Linked DNA regions of Zea mays: region 2 is linked to region 1. A link is a contact called in public Hi-C data. All regions are on one chromosome and are shown on one strand. Each heading gives the region's core, a stretch centred on a gene start, on an enhancer-like site or on the middle of the called end of the contact. The rest is flanking DNA. Distances are from core to core; before and after follow the strand shown. Region 1 has its middle 48 kb from the start of LOC542476. Region 2 holds the start of LOC103647964 (protein NETWORKED 2A).

Region 1 (5,810 bases), core at 2,308-4,807:
TAGGATTAAAGTTGGGTTTATTCTTTTCTTTTGGGTTCCTTAGGATATTAAAATCCCCCCCAATAAGAATGGGCAATCTTTCCCTAGCTCCCAAGTTGGCCAGCTCCGTCAAAAACCGCACTTTGCGGTCCTCCTGCGCCGGGCCATAAACACACACCAGAGCCCATTTAAAATTATCCCCCTTAGTAATTAGGTGGAATTTGACAGAAAAATCCCCCTCCTCTATAGCCCCAATATCAAAAACCTGTAAATCAATACCCATTAGGATTCCACCTGACCTTCCATTGGGTTCCTTAACGTGCCATAGGAAATTCTTCCCCGCACTAAGGTTTTTTAGGAAGGGGTCAGTAAAATCCCTTCTACAGGTTTCTGAAATAGCTATAAAACTGAGATTGTGTTGCTTGGTTAAATCCGACACAAATCTGTGTTTCGCAGGGTCTCTAAACTCGTTTGCATTCCAAAAGATTCCCTTCATCCTGGATTCTTAATACAATGGGATTTCCTTCTTCCTTTACCCCTAACCCGTCCACCCCCACCCCCAGTTTTTGATTTCCTGGTAGATGAGGTAGAAGGAACCTCAATCTTATCTTTATCTAAGATCGGTTCCAACACCTCCTCAGTGAGCTCCCCACATAGGTCTTTCAATAGCAACCTATCTAGCGTTTCCTCCACTGCCATTTCCCTTTCTTCTGATTCTAACTCTTCCTCGACACAGTCCCGAACCCCTCCTTGGTCCCGGACAGATCCCACATGACTAGCCCGCAGTTTAGACATAACAATGTCAACCCCATGACTATCATCACCCAACAAAAACCCAAGAGCATTTAAGTGAGACGCAACTTGCCTTGAAGTTAAAGCAAAAATACACTTAGAGTTACCTTCATTCAGTCGCGCCTTAAGCCTTTCCGCCCGCTCCAGAGTTGATTCGTCCAATGACGCGCCCCTTCTTTTGCTAGACCGGGTGGACTTGCTACCCGCCAGCATTTCAGGAATGGCAGCCAACTCTTGAGCGCTGCAGGACCCGCTTTGATACGGTTCCACTGCCCCGTCTTGTGCCACTTGCTGCCCACCCGACACTGCCACAAATCCCATTCCACTTTCCTCATCCAAAGCCGCCCCCTGAGCAGTTCCAGTCTTGGATTGATGGGTAAATGATCCCCCAGTAGCAGCAGCTGGAGCCCGATCACCCATCTTACCAAGCTGACCAGGACCAACCCCATTAAGATCATCGCCATCATCATCCCCCAACAGGTCATCATCATCATCATTGAACCCCCTCTCAACATTATCAGTCTCAGGCAGAAGCCCCCCATTCCCATCTTCAACACGGAAGGACAGAAGGTATACTTCCTCCCCAATGACCACCTCCACCGTGCTGGGAATAAGATTAGCATCAAGAATCATAACTTGGACTCTACCAACCTCAAATTGCCTGGTGTGCTTCATGTCCACATCAATTGATGTACCCAACAGACTGCCCACTGCCCAAATAGTTGGGAAAGTACGATACGCCAATGGTATCCCCATAACCTGCACCCAGTAGCTGTTCACCACCTTGCACGGCTTTTCCGATTGCTTTTCCTCAAAGTGAAAAAGAACCCCTTTCTTCTTTGAGTGAACCGTTCCCCATTCCACCAGCCGTTGTAACTCAGATGTGGAGGGAAAGGCTGTTCGGAACACATTAGACTGAACCATTTGCACCTTCCAATCCTGTGTCCCAGGAATTAGGCGCCTCAGTTCAGCAGCAACTTCCACCTCAGTAAGCTCGCCTTCGGTAACTCTGATCACTGCATCAAGGCCCTCCCTCTTTGCCGGATTCTTGACAGTGACTGGAATATGGAAAAAACCCAGCCCCACAGCCGCGAATCCACTGAGATAGATGCATCCGGGTCTCTGCTTGAGATGGTTAAAAACCAGGCACCTACTCTTAGGATGATCCACACTGTCACAGACCTCACATAAAAATTCCTCCTTACAATCCGCCAAGTAATGTCCCTTAGAGCGACATCTATGGCAATAGGCCTTAGCTGTATTCTTCCGGCTTCCCCCTTTGATCGAACCCTCCGGCCCCTCTGCCCCAGCCCCTCCACTAATCTGACTGGCCCCATCGCCCATAGCAGGCTCAACCAGAGAAGAAGTCTCCGAAGTAATCAGTGATTTACCTTTGTCCTCGACCTTCTCCAGCAACGCCCTAAGCAGCTCAGGCAACGAGACATCCGCCCTCCCATCTTTCTTAGCTTCCTGCAGCGAGGAAACAACCTGTTGCAGTAGGCCAACTTCAATAGCATCCCCCTTGTTTGGACCCGGCGCCTGTAGCTCAGCCGCCATGGATCCAGCCACCAAACCCAGACGCGCCTGCCCCTGCACCATTTCTTCACCTCTTCTGGAGCCGGCCCCCAAGGGCACCGCATTGCCGCACGGCCCCTGGCCAGAGCCAGAACCACCATGGCCGCCGCCAAAACGGTTCCAGGTCTTGCTGTTGCCCTGGAACCGATTCCCAAAGCCGCCACGAGCTCCAAATCCCCCTCTCCCGGGGTGGAATCCCCCACGCGGAGGGGCAAAACGCCCCCTCCCCATGGCGTTCCCTTGGCCGGGGCCCCTAGGAGGCTCTGCCCTGCCATTCCCCCGAATGTCGTCCCCTTTCTCCATACCTCCGCGCACCACGTCCGCGAAAGAGAATGATGTCGCCGCGAGTATCAGAGACCTGGAACGTGGAGCGGGGCAGTGGCTAACCCTAGTTCCCAACCTTGAACAAATGACCGTGAACCCAGGAAGGAGACCCGCCGCCCTCCTTACGTGCATATTCGGCACATTCCAACCGCCGCCGGATGGGCCATAATTAGCCCCCGTGGTGTTGAATGGCCCACCTTCCATCAGAACGGAATCCAGCCATGGGCTAAAACTTGATTTTCGAGGCCTACCAGATGGGCTTCCATGGGCCCCCAGTTGCCTTTCCACCCGCTGCCTACCCAAATTCTGTCGGTTCAACTTCACCAAAGGCGGCGGCCGTCCCCGCTGCAGACCTCGCGCCGCCCGACGGGGCCTCGCCATCGAAGCCGAGCCAAGAGCATCTCCAAGGGTACGGGGGGGCGATCGCCTAGGAGAAGGCAGCGGCCCCACCCACGGCCTCAACCCCCGTGATTTCACCAACTTCGCGGCCAGCACGTCAATGACCTTCCTCGCCGCCGAACCATTAAGGTCCAAGGCAGCATTGCTTAATGCAGTCAAAGAAACACCCGCCGAGCCCGCAAGACCGCCGAGGGAGAAACCGTTCTCCGGCTCCCCCCCGCACAGCGCACCCTGGTCAGCCCCAGCGACCCCCACCTGCTCATCATCCGAACTCCCAACCTCCGAGCGAGCCCAGAAACGATTACCGATGTGATCTTGAACGCCGTGCACCGTCCGGCCAGCCCTGCAGGAAGCCGCCGTCGTCACCTCGGCTAGCCGGGAGAACGCTTCCCGTGCTTTCATTCCATCGGCCCCTGATGGCAGCTAGAACACGGAAGCTAACTCTCCTCGGCTGCTCTGGCATCAACAAAGTTTATTACATGGGCCGACGGCCCAACCACAATGTAGCCAAAGCCTAATCCAAAGAATATACTAACAGAGACATAACATTCCTTCCCCCTTAAAACGCAGCATGTCCTCATGCTGCTACTGACGGAAAACCACGCTGGACATCCATCCAACAAATCCTCCCATGTGTAGAGGTAGACCCATCCATTTCACCAGCACTTGTTCAACAATGGAGGCTCCTCTTTGAATACGACGACGCCGTAATATGGTGTCCAGCTCCAGTTCCGTGCAAACCGATGAAAGATCATCAGAAACATCATGCGATGGAGGAATATATTTTTTTAACAGCGAAACATCAAGGCCACATATGACTGCACATGTGGTTGAAGCTTCAAATACACTCGATCTCCAATGTCAAAACTCCTCTCTGATCGATGCTTATCCGCTTGATGTTTCATTCTCTGTTGAGCACGCAACAACTGTTGTTTAATGAGCTCTGACAACAATTCTCTTTCTTGCATCCATTGCTCTAGATCAGGTACAGTACAGAGTCTCAGATTATGAATCCCCAAAGTACGAAGAACATATAGCCTTACAATACCTCGAAAGGAGATTTGCCTAATGAAGAGTGAATGGTAGTATTATACCAGTATTCTGCAACTGGCAGCCCTTCAATGAAATCTAAACTCACCATCTCCCAAGCCTATTGAGGGATTGGATTGGCAATGGCTGCAATAATCCTGGAGACTTCACGTGTTCAGTTTTAGCTCTCTGACAAGTTTCACAAGATTAGACAAATTCTTGAGCTGATTTCTTTAAAGCAGGCTAGGCAAACAATTGCTTGACATGATGATAGGTCCCATGAATACCCGAATGACCTCCAATTCCACTGGAATGTAAGGCTTGTAGAATGTTTTGTTGAGCCAGCCTATTATTTCCCACCCATACTCGGCCTATGAATCTCAAAATACCCGAATGCAAAGTATAATCCTTGTAGCTTGCTGGGTTCAGACTGACAGACGTAAGAATTTCCTTATTGCCTTCATCATCATCATAGCTCTGCTGCAATTTATGCAACCCGGTTGGGACACGGCATAAATTTCTGGAGGTACTAGACAGCGTGATAATGCATCAGCAGCTGTATTTGTGGAGCCCTTCTTATATTGGATTGTATATTGGAGGTCCATCAGCTTGACCAGCGCTTTATGTTGCAGTCTTGTAGAGACTCTTCGATCAACCAGAAACAATAGACTCTGATGACAAATGGTTTATATTGTAAATATGGTCTCCATTTGTCAACTGCCAATAAGATGGCCATGCACTCTTTCTTTTTCGTATACTGATACAACCTGATTCTTCATCCCCGATGCCTTACTCAAGTATGCCATTGGGTGCTCATCTTGCATCAATACAGCCCCTATTCCCAGATCACAAGCATCCGTTTCGAGGACGAATTGTTTGGCAAAATCAGGAACCACTAGCACTGGAGCTTCAACCAACTTCCGCTGAAGTAACTGAAAAGATTTTTGTTGTTCTTGGGACCAAACAAATATTGAACCTTTCTTAAGTAACAAAGTGAGTGGCCGGCTAATAATTCCATAATCCTTAATGAATTTTCTATAGTAACCGGTGAGGCCTAAAAAACCCCTGGTTGCTTCAAATTCTTGGGAACCGGCCAATTCTTGACTACAGTCACTTTAGAAGGTTCAGTAGCTACTCCTTGAGCTGAAATTACGTGTCCCAAATACTCAATGGATGATTGAGCAAAAGAGCATTTAGATCTTTTTAGTAAAAAACTAGTGCTGATCCAGAATATGGAACACTTTTTGTAGCAATGAAGCATGCTCACGTCGAGTGGTAGTGTAGATCAAAATGTCATCCATAAACACAAGCACCCCCTACCTCAATAACTCCACAAAAATGTAGTTCATAAGACCCTGAAATGTAGCTGGAGCGTTAGGGCATCTCCAACAGCTCCTTACTCTTATTCCCAAAATCACGGTTTAGCAAAAAAAACAACGAAATAAGGTCTCCAATAGTTCCTTAACTGGATTTCCTTTTTTGTCGCGCGCCCGAAACACCTAGCCGCGCGCTTAGATATCCGCCTTGGTTCAGTCCTTCCCAATCTCCAACTTCTATCGATCTCCCGCGCATATGCATGATTCCCGCCCCCTCTCGTTCCCGCCTGCTCCCTCAACCGACGTGCCGAAAAGGTAGTAGAGATCGCCGCCGCTCATACCTGCTCCCTCTCATACCTGCACATCCACCTGCTGCGTGTCTGCTTCGCAGGACAT
Region 2 (6,082 bases), core at 2,801-5,300, 140 kb before region 1:
TCCTGGAGCCATATCTCTGTCATGACAGGGCTCACAAATCATTTTTATTGCTAAAAGGTTCAGGAAGAACTCAAGAAGTATTCATCTGGCATCTCCGGGGTCCCACATTTTGTGGTATGAGGATTTATTGATGATGATTTTTATCATCTTTTGTCCATCGTCCCACGTATAAGAAATTTATCCATTTGCTATTCACGTCACCATCTTTCAGATCAATGATAAATATCAACTCAGTGGTGGCCAGCCTCCAAATCTATTCATGAGGGCGTTTGAGATAGCTGCAAAAGATGGAGCTTAATGGCATTTCAAAGGAGCTCCTCCAGTAGTCTTCGCATATGTTAAAAAGGAATAGGAGCAGAATTTAACAATAAAGTTCCAGCACAGCTCATCGCTGATTTGCGAAAAATATGTGGAATCAGTTGTATTTTTGTAGTTCTGATGTGGTGATAATTAGTGGTGAAGATGGTGTGGATGTTCACTTTCGAATAAAATTCTAGGTGATCGGATATGGCATATGAGTTAGAATGCCCCATAAACAGAGCCCGGTCTGTATTTACATTTGGTTCGATATCAGAAAACAGCAAAGTTCAGATTTGATATTCAAAAGGAATAAAAAAAGCTAACAGACACAGCTGCATTTAAATTGATTGTTACCATTTACACTGAATATTCCACAAACTTTCTGGTCCAATACCATTTATTAACCTAGAGAAAATTTCTGTCGTGTTAAAGCTTGAAATTTGATCATTGACATTTTGTTCCAAACCATCTGACAGATCCTCCTAAAAATCATTGCCAAGGGTGGCACAGAACCATCAACTTTGTCATGAAGAGAGAGGAATAATCTACTCTACAAAGAAAAAAAAGAATTTTCACACTGCTGGAAGTTTCAACAAACGATCTAGGACTGTATTTCATCAACACACATTTTCACACTGCTGGAAGTTTCCAGAACCTTAGTTTTAGCTTGGCTTTTCCACTTGCCGACCGTGAAGACTTCCATCAGATTCAGCGGGGTCATTCATCCTCATTGAACAACATAATCTGCAATGGAACATTATGAAGTTAGAGACCTTCTTAAGAATGTTTTCAGACTGTTTAAAAGAACCATGTCGACAAAGTACCAAGTACCATTTCAGTTCACAAGTGAAATGGTTTCTGGAAAAAAGCTAGGTACCTTTGCACAGACAGGGCAGGCTTGACTTCTTTCCATCCACTCGTAAATGCAACTAAGATGGAAATTATGTTTGCATTGCAACGCGATCTTCGGGTTCTCGAAATCATATTCTGTGTGGACAGATGTGTATATGATTCAGTGCACAAGGAATGCTGAAGCCACAAATATATGGTGTTGCGCATAAACTGTAAGGGCAAGCATGATGGTTAAAACATCTGTCTTTCACCTTTTGCAAGCTCAAAACCACCTGACATGTTTTTACTTTTACATTGACGTGGAAACAGATAATAATAACAATAATCTAACAAACCATCATAATTGAGCACTTAGGTTTAGGCATGACCATATTTAGAATGAATCAAACAGATGAACATGTATTTCCTTCAGCAGCTAGGTACAACTCCAAAAAAATTAACTATTTATCTTTTTATCCATGCATGCTAGACACTTAAACCTGTAACTTATAAGAGCAATGTCAGTTGTTTCCACCAACCATAACCAACCTTCTAGGCACACTGGACAGTCATCCTCACTGTCCGAAGAATCGCAGAACTGTATTCCATCGATTCTCGAGCCTTCTGAGTGATGTTTCGCTGATGACCCAGAAACCTTACGAGCCGTGCAGGATATTGTTGTTTGTCAAACTATAAGCTACCCTTTCGGTAAAATGACACACTAAAAAAGACAGATATTCATGGTAGGAACTATATGAAGGTTTGAGTCACCATAACAATAGCAACTCCACTAAACTGCATCCTATTATTACTATATATTTGTTAAAAAAATCGGATCTCATCCAAGCTGAGCTCCTTGGTTACAAAATTCTGGGCCCATTCTTTGTATTACTTTTGCAGTTCTATAGCAATTAAAAGTTTATCTAGAACAAAATACTTATGCTTAGGAATAGAGGTTCAAATCCTTTTAGCTTAATCTATTGATAAATTGATATCCACATGAATAATATGTAAGGTAAGGATCAACCTTTTTTTAGATAATGAAACCAGGTTCCGGCCTCACCTCTTAAGCATCAACATATTCTGCCTTGCATATGTGGAAGCTATAAATCAACAAAGCACAATGGCAACTGTAAGATGGCTATCAGAAGAAAAAAGAATCAGTGCATGCACGGTATACCATAATCAAGCTACCGCCAAAACACAGCATGAGATGAAATCTGATATGCTTTTTTCATAATGTCATATAGTTAAGATGTGATGCTTAGGATCAAAGGTAAAAATTGTTTTTATCAGTCGTCATGCTTCCACCATGCATGCACTGGCCTATCGCATACAAAACAATACAACATACGCTTGCTTCTTCATTATAAGCAAATTATCAATTACACCTAGGTTCCCAACTATCAATTACACCCACAAGACGCACATAATTAGAAAGGGTAAAAGAGAAGGCGGATGGAATACCAGGAACTGGCGTGGGTCGGGCCAGGCAGAGCGGTTGAAGCGCTTGACGGCGATGCGCTGGGCATCGAGCTTCCCCTTGTACACCACATTGGGAGCCTTCTCACCCTGCTCAGACACGATGTTCTCCACCGCAAACCCTGATGTAGCTAGCCGCAACTGCTCGAAGGTAAACTCCTAGAACGCAGGCAGGTTGTATGCCTCCTCATCATCCGTTACTATGGATGGGGGGAAAACGAGTGTTGCCGTCAAAATACTCTGAATCCCATACAAAAGCTAATCCACATGCCTAACAAAACCTATTTGCAGCCTAATCAACAGGCATCAAAGAGCCCCAAAATCAGAAATAAATGCAGTAAAACCCCCACAGAAGTTGTCTGCACACGCAACTACAAATATCACCAACCGAATTGGATGGCACTCTACTCAATCTAGCAACCATCCGAATGCAGATGTGGCAAGCATACGTGAACCCGAACACCAACAAATGGTATCGAAGAAGTTAATCCGCGCATTTCCAGCCATGATCATTTAGCTATCAAAGAGCGCCGAAATCAGAAACGGTTCCAGAAAAAAGGCTCAGCGGCAGTGCGGAAACGCAACTGCAGATATCACGCATCGAACTGGATGGAAGCGGCCATACGCGAACCCAAACACCCAGAAGAGAAGCAAAAAAACATCTCGGAGAAGGGAAAAGCAGTCGCCAAAACAGTTAAACAGCAAAAAGCAAAGCACCTAAAAGGCATGGAAGGCGGAAGGCATCACACACCAGCATCAGTCCTGTCGTTAGTAACCCCGTTGTGCGGCTCGCGCCGGCGGTAGCAGCAACAGCAGGCGACCTTGGACACGCAGACGCCCATCTCGATCCAAGCGAGCCCGGAGACGGAGGGCGGAATAAAATCTTGAGGGCGATCTGCGCGGAACAGGAGCAAGCGGACCAGCACGCTGGTTGCTCAGAGCAGAATTCAAAGCCCGCCCGCCCGCTTGCCTGCCCGGATCTAAGCACAATACGGAGCAGCCCAAATGGAAGCGACGGAGCGACGAGCTTGTCACCTGCGGTGAGCAAGCAGAGCGGGTGGAATAGGAGGGGCACGGCGGAAGTGAGGACGGCGACCCGGCGGTAGTGGATGGGATCTTCTCTGGGTGGGAGGTAGGGGAGGTTTTGGGGCGGTGGCAGGGCGAGAATTCTAGGGGCGCGGCGAGATTTCCGGTGATGGGGACGACTGGTGGGCGGGGATGGTGGAGGCGGGGGCATGGAGCACGGTGGGGATGGAAGGGGCGCGGTAGGAGTATGGAAGGGGCGGGGGAGGCGGACGCATCGCACAGGCACGAGATTTCGGTGGCGAGGTGGAGGGGAGCGGACGCGCGGCAGAACCGTGTACCATCCACCACTGTGAACGCCTACGATAACCTCTTAAAGAGTAGTAGAGATTACTAACTCCATTTTCGAATATGTCCTACTTTATTTTTAACTAAAATGCCACAAATAAAAAGGACCGGTATCAACTAAAAACTAAGCAACCGGAGTCGGCAGTCAAGGTCAATTCCTCTTCCCCGCCGTGCGCGTGCAGATGGAGATCTGAGGAAGAAGAGAAGAGCTCAACTGCTGGTGCCTGGTGCTGACTGCTGACAGACGCAGCCGCCACCGCCCACCCACCCACAGCTTTGCTTTGCACGCGGTGAAGGAAAGAACCCATCTCACCGTCTGCCTTTCTCATCTCAGCTAATTGGAAAGAGAACTTGTCAACCAATATCAGCAGCGGGGATCAGGGAAGGAAGACGAAGGAGGGGATTCGAATCCGATCCGGTCGATTGCGGAGCTCGGGGCGATTCATGTCAAGAAGATGCTGCAGCGGGCGGCGAGCAACGCCTACTCGTGGTGGTGGGCGAGCCACATCCGGACCACCCAGTCCAAATGGCTCGACGCAAACCTCCAGGGTCAGTTCCCACATCTTCTTCATTCGTCTCCTGCTCTCCTGTCCTCTGATGACCGATCTTGTGTCGTGCGCAGATATGGAGAATCGAGTCAAGATCATGCTCAAACTCCTCGGACAGGAAGCCGATTCCTTTGGCAAGAGGGCCGAGATGTACTACCACACCAGGCCAGAGGTGATAAGCCATGTGGAGCAAGTCTACAGGGCTTACAGAGCTCTCGTCGAACGCTATGACCACATATCCAAGGAGCTCCATAAGGCCAACCACACCATCGCTACTGCTTGTCCAGAAGAGGTGCAGTATGCAATGTTAGAAGAGGAGGACCATGATTTCCCCAAAGCAATCACACCAATCAAGACACACAAGTCCTTGGTCCAAGAGATTCTCAACGCAAAGAGACAAGGTCCGTCAGGGTCAGGATGGAACAAGCCACCCTCCCATCCACGCATGAGCGCCGAGGAGGCACAAGAAGAGATCGGCAGACTTCAGAAATCTATACTTGTTCTGCAAACCGAGAAAGAGTATGTTAAGAGTTCCTATGAGAGTGGTATTGCTCGGTACCGGGAGATCGAGAAGCAGATTGCAGATACACAGAATGAAATCTGCCTTATTCAGGATAGATTTGATGCACATGCAGCCATCGGCGATGATGAAGCCCGTGCCTTGATGACAATAACAGCTCTTAGATCCTGTCAGGGAACCATAGCTGAGCTTGTACGTCATTTTGAGGAGTTGATCAAGCTTGCAGCTGTGGAGTTGGAAAAAACAAAGTCTCTACGAGCACAGCTGTATGCTATGATGGATGGCGACACTGACACATGTTCAAGAGAGGCAAGCAGCACAGACACGTCGGTGGTGGCAAGATCTTACCCAGTTACCAAGGCAATACTTGAGTTGCAGCCCATATATGAGAAACTTGACAAGTTTTTTTCCAGTGGGTCTGAATCCTCTGCGGAGGAGATCGCAGAGAATGTTGATGAACTTGTTGATAAAGTCATCAACTTGGAGCTCAAGTTCCCAAAACAGACAGCACAGATCAATCAACTCATACAAGAGAATGAAAACCTAAAGAATAAATTGGATGAGTTACAAGACGAGATGGCACTTCGTGATGACCAAAGTGAATTAAATGAACAGATCAAGCAATTAGAGGATGAGTTTAGCACAGTCCGAGTTCTTGAAAGATCAATTCTTGAGGAAGAAGCCTCTGTCAGCACAGGCTTTTCTGAAGTTTTTAGCTGCATAATTAATATCTCAAAGGCACTTGGATCTTTTGGCCCTGAAGACCTGCATAATTTGTCAGCTGCGGTAGAGGATGGTGCAATGGTTCCAAGAGACGTGTTCCTGGAGCAGTCTGCAGAAGAGAGCAAGGGTGGGGACTTCAGAGACATAGAGGCACCAACTCTAAGGCATAGTTTGGGCCAAGATAGAGAAGATGTCTCGGAAGTGGTTAGTGATAATGGTAATGATGGCATCCATGGCTCAAGGAATGCTAATGAGGAAATAATCCCTGGGAGTTGCTTAATGCAACAAGTTAGGTACAAATTGCGTC

The links. A called contact is a pair of places that touch in the nucleus more often than the background predicts.
Region 2: a Hi-C map of leaf shows a contact between it and region 1, with 2.9 times the contacts expected there. The contact joins the promoter of LOC103647964 here to the enhancer-like site in region 1. A contact is called at or near these places in 3 of 25 Hi-C or Micro-C datasets (ear, leaf and tassel).

What each region holds. Positions count from the first base shown.
Region 1 is chr2:225,358,593-225,364,402 of Zm-B73-REFERENCE-NAM-5.0, reverse strand. No RefSeq gene overlaps it. Among protein-coding and RNA genes, the nearest start is that of LOC542476, 48 kb to the right of the region's middle. Within about 2 kb of position 3,557, at least 10 of the 20 cell types and tissues checked have an H3K27ac peak or open chromatin away from gene starts, as enhancers often do. A contact at or near this core is called in ear and leaf, where this site is marked.
Region 2 is chr2:225,502,823-225,508,904 of Zm-B73-REFERENCE-NAM-5.0, reverse strand. LOC103647964 (protein NETWORKED 2A) reads left to right here and starts at 4,050. Exons shown (of 2, transcript XM_008672473.2): 1 at 4,050-4,533; 2 at 4,607-6,082. The coding sequence starts at 4,440. It overlaps LOC103647965 (a long non-coding RNA gene), which reads left to right. Exons shown (of 3, transcript XR_563147.2): 2 at 58-114; 3 at 212-564.